2 separate regions of the Ovis aries genome follow, and region 2 is linked to region 1. A link is a contact called in public Hi-C data. All regions are on one chromosome and are shown on one strand. The core of a region is the stretch at or near the end of the contact, and the rest is flanking DNA. Distances in the headings are between cores, read along the strand shown. Region 1 overlaps TP73 (tumor protein p73). Region 2 holds the start of TPRG1L (tumor protein p63 regulated 1 like).

The links. A called contact is a pair of places that touch in the nucleus more often than the background predicts.
Region 2: a contact with region 1 is called in a Hi-C map of blood, with 4 times the contacts expected there. The contact joins the promoter of TPRG1L here to the enhancer-like site in region 1. A contact is called at or near these places in 10 of 16 Hi-C or Micro-C datasets (blood, hypothalamus, liver and 3 more).

The regions. Positions count from the first base shown.
Region 1 is chr12:48,716,333-48,720,007 of ARS-UI_Ramb_v3.0, forward strand. It overlaps TP73 (tumor protein p73), which reads right to left. Exons shown (of 13, transcript XM_027975730.2): 12 at 3,643-3,675; 13 at 1,151-2,193. The coding sequence ends at 1,855. Among named protein-coding and RNA genes, the nearest start is that of CCDC27, 17 kb to the left of the region's middle. Within about 2 kb of position 1,764, at least 8 of the 54 cell types and tissues checked have an H3K27ac peak or open chromatin away from gene starts, as enhancers often do. A contact at or near this core is called in liver, where this site is marked.
Region 2 is chr12:48,806,888-48,810,562 of ARS-UI_Ramb_v3.0, forward strand. TPRG1L (tumor protein p63 regulated 1 like) reads right to left here and starts at 2,047. Exons shown (of 5, transcript XM_015099263.4): 1 at 1,737-2,047; 2 at 1,471-1,562; 3 at 1,218-1,394; 4 at 238-391. The coding sequence starts at 1,946.

The DNA of each region.
Region 1 (3,675 bases), core at 514-3,013:
TGATGATGCCGCCAGGGTGTGTGCTCCAGGGGGGCTGCAGGCCCCCAGGGGCCGAGCTGGCTCTTGTCCCCAGGCTCTCAGGCCTGGCTGTGGGCGGGGCCTCCAGGTGCTGATGACGCCCCCTCCCACCTCAAGGAGCTTCACAGGGAGCTTATGGTGTGGGGGGAGGGGGCTGTCACCCTAGACTCTGGCACCTGCATTCACACAATGCTTTTTAAATAAGCAGAACCAGGCAGTGTGCAAACTCCATGTCCAGCGTAAAGCCCTGGTCTGGAGGGCCACTGCTGGCCAGCCAGGGGCGGAGCTGGCTCTGGAGCTCCATTCCCGACTGGGCTCCGAGCCACTGAGTACAGCAGACACCCCACCCCTCCCACCCCACCCCCTGGTGCCCCCTACCCCCACCCAGTGCCCTCCTCTGAAGAGCCTGGGAACGGAACACAGGAACTGGCACTTGAACCCCAGGACTGAGAGCCTGGCTTCAGAGTGGACCTGAGTGATCACAGTCTGCTGCTTCCTAACTTCCCAGGGCTGGGGGCAGGGTGGGGATTATGGCAAGGGAAAGAACCCAAAGAGCAGTTAGGGCTCTGTCCGCATCAGCCCCTGGTCTGGGAGCCTTGCACTTCCCCATGATTTAGAGACAGGAGGGCTCAGCTGATGACCGACTAACCATGGGGAACCATGCAGAGTGAGGGACAGACAGGTGTTAGGAAAGTACAAGGTGATGTCTCAGCTTACACAGGAGTCAGGCTTCCCTGCATCCCTCCTGCCTCATCCCCTCGCCCACGACCCCTGTGGTCCTGCTTCTGGCTCAGAAGGCTCTCTGCAGACAGAACTGGTCCCATTGCCCTGGGGGCTGCAGACGCTGTCTCTCCCAGCCCGCTCCTCAAGCTGCCCATAGAGGCCAGGACCCCCTCCACTGGCCTCAGCACTGTGAAGACAGAGGGCCCCTCCCACACAGAACACAGCCTCCCAGGGAGAAGGGTGGGGCCGTGGCTACAGCCGGCTCTGTTCTCCCATTCCCGAATGGAGGAGCAAGTGACCGACCCCTGCCTGCTATGGATCCCACCTGGCTGGCCCCTTTCTTAGCCCATCTTGTTTACACACACATTCAGAACAAAAGTTAAAAAAAAAGAAAAGGCTCACCCACATGTAGAAAAAGGGCATCATTTTATCAAATGTTGACAATTCCCAGTGGTCTGAGGAAACTGTGTCCGTGTCTATGCTCAGGGGGCCACTGGAGGAAGGGCACTGTGGCCAGAAGTGTTGGCATGGGGGCTGGATGCAGGCCATTCACCCAAAGTTTCCTTGCCTCCCAGGAGGGGCCAGTCTTCCCAATTCCAGTGAAACTTGGGATTTTGTTCGGGGCAGGAAGTGGGAGGTGGCCGCAGCGGGTTTGACACCAGTGGACAAGGGTGCAAGGGACAGACCGACCCTCAAGACCAGCAGAGGGACCAGCCTCGGGCAGAGAAGTAGTCTGGAGACTGGACTGGAGAACAAACGTGTTAGGGACAAGCACAGAGCCCCTCATCCCTACCCAGAGCCAGAGACATCGAAAAACACTTTTTGGCAGTTGTCAGCAGAGACCCCCAGGAAGGAGAGGCAGGGAAGGTGAGCCCCCAAGAGGACGGACCCTGGATGCGCATCCTCAGCACAGCTCCGAGGGCCTCCCCACTTCACCGGCGCAGCCCAGGAGTCCTGCCTCCCAGGCCAGTTGGTGACTGGGAGGAAGCAGCCATCCAGCTAGGCTTCCTGGGCCGCCAGCCCGGAGACTCCACCCTCTCCGCTGAGACTCCGCCCTCTCCGCTCTCCGCGTCGATAGCACGGGGGTAGGGGTTCTGGCCGTGTCCTCCCTACTCAGTTGGCCTCGCTCTCCGTGAACTCCTCTTTAATTGACTGTTTGCGGGACTTGCAGTCTGGGAGGTCGAAGCCGAAGTCGGCCCACTCGTCGGGCCCCGCGCCCCCGGCGGGGCCCCCGCGGTTGGGGATGGTGATGGTGTGGCGCACGCGGAAGTGCACAGCCTCCATGACCCGCTGGCGCTGAAGTTCCCCCGAGCCCCCGATGGCGATGGTGGCCGCGTTGCTGCTGGAGCGGATCAGCTGCTGGGCGCCATAGTCGTGGCTCTGCTTCAGGTCCTGGAGGCCCCTCCAGATGGTCATGCGGTACTGGTCGGGGATCTTCAGGGTCCCCAGGTCCTGCAGGAGCAGCTGTCAGGCTCTGCCCTCCCCCCACTAGGGACATCACCTGCCCTGCACAGCCGCTGGGGGACCAGGAGGGAGGGGAGGAGCCCCCATTGTAGGGGGGCAGGGGTGGGGGCACAGAAGTAGACAGTGCCGGATGCCCCTGTGCCAGGTGGTCTGGCCACACCCAATTCTGCCCTCGACAGGACAGGAGAGACAAGAAATGACATGGGTAGGAGTGGGGTGCTGAGGTCATGGGAGCTGCATAGGGCCTGGTTACTCTGATCACAGTCAGAGAAACAGATGGGGTCCCCCCACGCCAGGTGCTGGAGGACCCCTGCCTCCCAGCCTTAGGGCCGGGTCCCACCCTTCAGGACAAAGCAGAGCCTCAGGTTCCTGTCACCCCATTTCCTTCCACCCCCGCAAGCAACGCATCAACTGGTGAGGCAGGGTTAACAGGCCTTGAGCTAGTCCAGTGGGGCTACCAGGGACAGATCAGAGAAGATAGTGGACAGAGGACAAGGCTGCCCTCTGAGCCACTGGCCCCGCTCCCTCTGGCAAACCCGCATCCTTTGGCCAGGGAGCGGGCCTCTGTCCCAGGGTCGACTCTGGAGCAGGACCAACAGAGGCTCCAGGCCACTGAGTTGGAGCCCTGGGATCTGGCCCAACAGCTGTGTCTCCTGGCCTCCAGCTAACAGTCATTACACTCAAGACAACTTCAGGCTGTACACTGTGCTAAGTCACTTCAGTCGTGTCTGACTCTACGACGCCATGGACCGCAGCCCTCCAGGCTCCTCTGTCCATGGGATTCTCCAGGCAAGAATACTGGAGTGAGTTGCCATTCCCTCCTCCAGGGGATCTTCCTGACCCAGGAACTGAACCCGTGTCTCTTGTATCTCCTGCATTGGCAGATGGATTCTTTGCCACTAGAGTCACCTGGGAAGCCCCATGAGTGCTTGTTGCTGGGACTGTGGTTTAACCCAAAGACCAGCTTCTGTCTGTGGGTCAGGGGTCAGGATGCCAAGGGTGGGGCACTTCTAGCCCTGCACACCTGGGACCAGACATTCAGCTGCTATGGGTGCATGGCGAGCGGTTTGGGCCTCAGTTCCCCCCGTGTAAACAGTGCTGAGCTAAACCAGCAGCAGATCCCTCCTGGACTTCCCCTTCTGGAATTCATCATGCCTTGGAGACAGCCCACCCCCAGATCAAAGGCCACAGGACAGAGACTCAAGTCCAGATGAGGGACTCGGGGCAAGTCCTTTCCAGCCACATGATGCTGGGTGTAAGCAAGTAGATTTGGCTACTTGCAGGAAGAAGTGTTTTCCAAACTCCCCAGCCCCCCTTACATGGTTAGACGGGAAATGGAGGGACTGCACCGCAAGAGGAGAAAGTTCCCTGGCCTGCAGACAGGGCCCACGCTGGTCTGGGGGTGGGTTCTCCATGCCTGCCCCACTGGGCAGTTACCTCTATCGTCAGGTTCTGTAGGTGGTAAATGCT
Region 2 (3,675 bases), core at 797-3,296, 91 kb after region 1:
CCAAAATGACCACAGCCATCAGGGCCACATCACAGCACCACACTGACCAGTACCCACTTACCACACAGGGCTATCTAAACATAACTAAAGTTTTTAAAAATTTAAAGGTTTATTTTCTCAGTTTAGCCACCGCTCAAGTGCTTAGCAGCCCCACGTGGCCACCGTTACTGAGCAGAGCAGGCCTGGAAGGTGCCTGTCCCCGCTGGGCAGTGCTACTGCTGCCGTCCGTGTCCTTACTTGGCACAGAGAGGCTGTCTTCTCATCCACACCGGCCATCGGGTGTTCTATGAACGTGGTGTATGGCACACTGGTGGACCACGGGTTCCATCTGCTGATGAAGGATGGGCGGCTCTGCTTGTCCCACTGGATGCGAATACCAAAGCCTTCTCGCCTGCAGGGTCAGAAGACAGGGACCAGACTTCACAGGCAGGCCTGTGCCCCAGAGCACCTGCTTGGTGCTGGGTGTGGGAACAAAAAGCGGTCCCACCAGTGAAGACGAGACTGATGATGGCCATTTCACAATAGCCATGGGTCTGGACAGGAATGTAATGTCTAATAATCACAGCTCTTAGCACTTTAAGACAGGACAAACTGAGTACACTTAGTTAAGCTAATCTTTACACGGTTAATAAACTTTAACATGTAGTGCTCTAACTAAACAAATAATACTTTTCCAACTTCAAATCCTTTTTTCCAGAATATTTTATTGTTGTTTAGAATTTTGAACTTATCTTCCTGAATTTCCTACCCAAATCTCCACATCAAAACCCTAAAATTTACCGTTTAATTCAACTGAGTATATTCATGTCTAGGTTTCTCATAATTCAGAAAGCTCCCTAACAGTTGAAGATCAGCTCTTGAAAGTTGGCCATTAAACATTCCAAATTTAATCTTCAATAATATCTATAAACCAAAGCGATGTGCTACCTTTTTCTTTTAAAAATTAACCACAACAGGGTTTGACATGACAGCTGCCAATCCTTTCTTGGCAGGGATAAAGTGCTGAGTTCACTCTTATCTGAAAAATACCTGTGTCAGGCCTATGTTAACGTACCCTGAATTCATTTACTACCAGCCTAATAGCTGTCTCTTGAGCCAAAATGCCTTTTAATGCACCCTGCTGAGCAGAAGTCACCCGGGTCTATTCTAAACTCTACTGATATTAAAGCAAGACGTCCACTGGGGGCTGGTTTTGGAAGGGTTGTTTGAAGACTTACTTGTTGAGCGACTTCGGGGGAAATTGGAATTCTCCGTAGGAGATGGTATCCACCGCGTTTAAGGCGACCCTGACCACCTGCTGGCACTGCAGGCTGATGAAGTCGTATTTGCAGATGAGGAGCGCCTGGTCGGTGATGAGCACCAGCCGCTCCTTTTCGTTGTTCCAGTGATCAACCCTACGGGCGGCAGCGGTCACTCGGCCCTGCGGCGCGCACAAGTGCCCGGGCCCCTCCCCAGGGCGCGCCCCCTTACTCGGTCAGCAGCCACACCCCCTGGATGTCTCCGTCCTCCACGGGCCGGACCACTACGCGGATCTCCTCCACCGCCTGCTCGATGGTGCCGGGCTGCGCGGAGCGGGCGGAGCCGGGGCGGAGGTCGCCACAGGTCCCGCCCGCCCGCCTGCCCCGCCCCGCCCCGCCCCCGGCCCCACAGGCTCACGCCCGCTCGCCCGCCCCGCCCCGCCCCCGGCCCCACAGGCCCACGCGTTCTCCCGCCCCCGCCCCCACCCCCAGCCTCACCCGGAACACGAAATACTCCTTGACGCGGGCGCGGCGCGTGGGGTCGTGGACGCTGAGCGGCCACAGCGTCTGTCGCAGCGGCGTGCCCGCCCCCGGACGCCCCCCGCCACCGCCGCCGCCGCCACTACCCGGCCCGACCTCCTCGCCGGCGGCCAGCAGCGCCGTGGGGCTCGTGCCCGCCGAGTCCACCGAGTCCCGCAGCTGCAGCATCACCGCGCCCGCAGCCGAGCGAACCCGGACCGGCCCGACGCGGCCGCAATAGCAGCCGCCGCCGCTGCTGCCGCCTCCACCTCCACCTACGCCAGACCCTCGGCCCCGCCCCAGGGCCCGCTCCGCACCGCGGCCCGCCGCGATTGGCTCCGCTTCGCCAGTCCCGCCTCAGTCTCGAGTCCCTCCCGCCCGCTCCGGGACTGACGATTGGCTCTTCCCTCAGATTTCTTCCACGATTGGTCCTGCTGGTCGCCGTTCACAATCGCTCCCGCCCCTCACTGCGCCGGAAGCGCACCCCGCGCTCACGCCCACTTCCTGTTTACGCTACCGGGAAAGGGCGGGGGCCTAGGCCGGTTGCCAAGGCGACGCGGGGGGCCGGCGAGGAGAGGGTAGTCAGGTCCTTACCGCACCCGGTCGACGCTTCTCTATTCATGTTCGACTGAAGTGCAGCGGACCTCCGGGGAGGGACTCCGGTCCTTGCCCAGAGTGACGGCCCCTGGACGCGCCCCCCGCTAGAGCTGATAACTTCTCTGGACGCGCCTTACGCCCTGGACGACCGCCCCCTGGATGCGGACCCCTGATGGGGAAGACCGCTTCCCTGGTCACACCTCCTGCCCGGGGTGACTGCCGCCTGGACGCGCCCCCGCCCGTGGTGACCATCCCCTGGATTAGTTCTGCCCCTCTCAGGGGTCCGCATTGCACAGCAGGGGGAGCGCGGGCTTCGGGGACTGAAGGAGAGGAGGCCGGCGGAGCAGAGCCCCTTCCTGAGCGCCTCCGTCTTTCTGACCGCGGGTTCAGGGATGCGGCAGCGTGGACATGGCCCCCAGCTCTGTGTTAAATGCAGGCGTGCTCCCGGCGGCCTGGGAAGCAGAGCTCCGACCCTGCACCACGGAAGGGAACAATGTGGAGGCACCGGGCGTCGTCACTCCATTTAGGGCCGAACCAGGGTTCATTGCTGTCGCTCTGCGCTTGTCCTCCCGAGAGTTAGATGTGTTCTTGCCCTGATTGATCTTGCCTGCGGCTAGCGGCACCCTGGGCATCCGCAGTCCCTGCCAGGTACCTCAGCTCCCCGGTCTTGGCGCCTACAAGCGCCAAGGCAACCTCATCTACATCCACCTTGCCCCTTAGTCTTGGAAACCCAAGGGCTGCAGCCTTGACAGTTTACAGCAGCTCCTGTGATCCTGACCTGGTTGGTCATTTTGTCCTTCCACTGCCTGTAGTCACAGTTCCAGCTACTCCCCCCACCCCCAAAGGCTTCTTGCCTCAGTCCTGCTGTGTCCATCCTCTGATATCGGGGTTTAGCGCCCCCTCCCAAGGAGGCGCTGCCATTAACTACATTCACTGCTAGTTCTTTGCGGTGTCATCCAGTCACCTACTGTGCGTGTGTCCTGTGTATAATTCACTTGTGTTTGTTAGGTCATCCTCTGTGTGTGTGTGTGTGTGTGTGTGTGTGTGTGTGCTCGTGTGCACATGCGCATATCCTATTAGGAAATTTCAAGAAACCAGCCCTTGGCATATGACTGCGCTTTGGGGTTTATAACCCCCCAATTCACAATCCTTTGAATTTCACAAGAGCCCGGGGAGGTAACCCCTCTCTTGTACATGTGCTGCAGCTGGAGAAGTGGAGAGTGCCGCTCAGGAGCCCTGGGGCTGCATAGCTGGCATAGCTGGTCGGCCATGGCTCTCCTGCCTCTGCAGACTCAGGTGCACTCCTGGGCTTTCGTGGAGG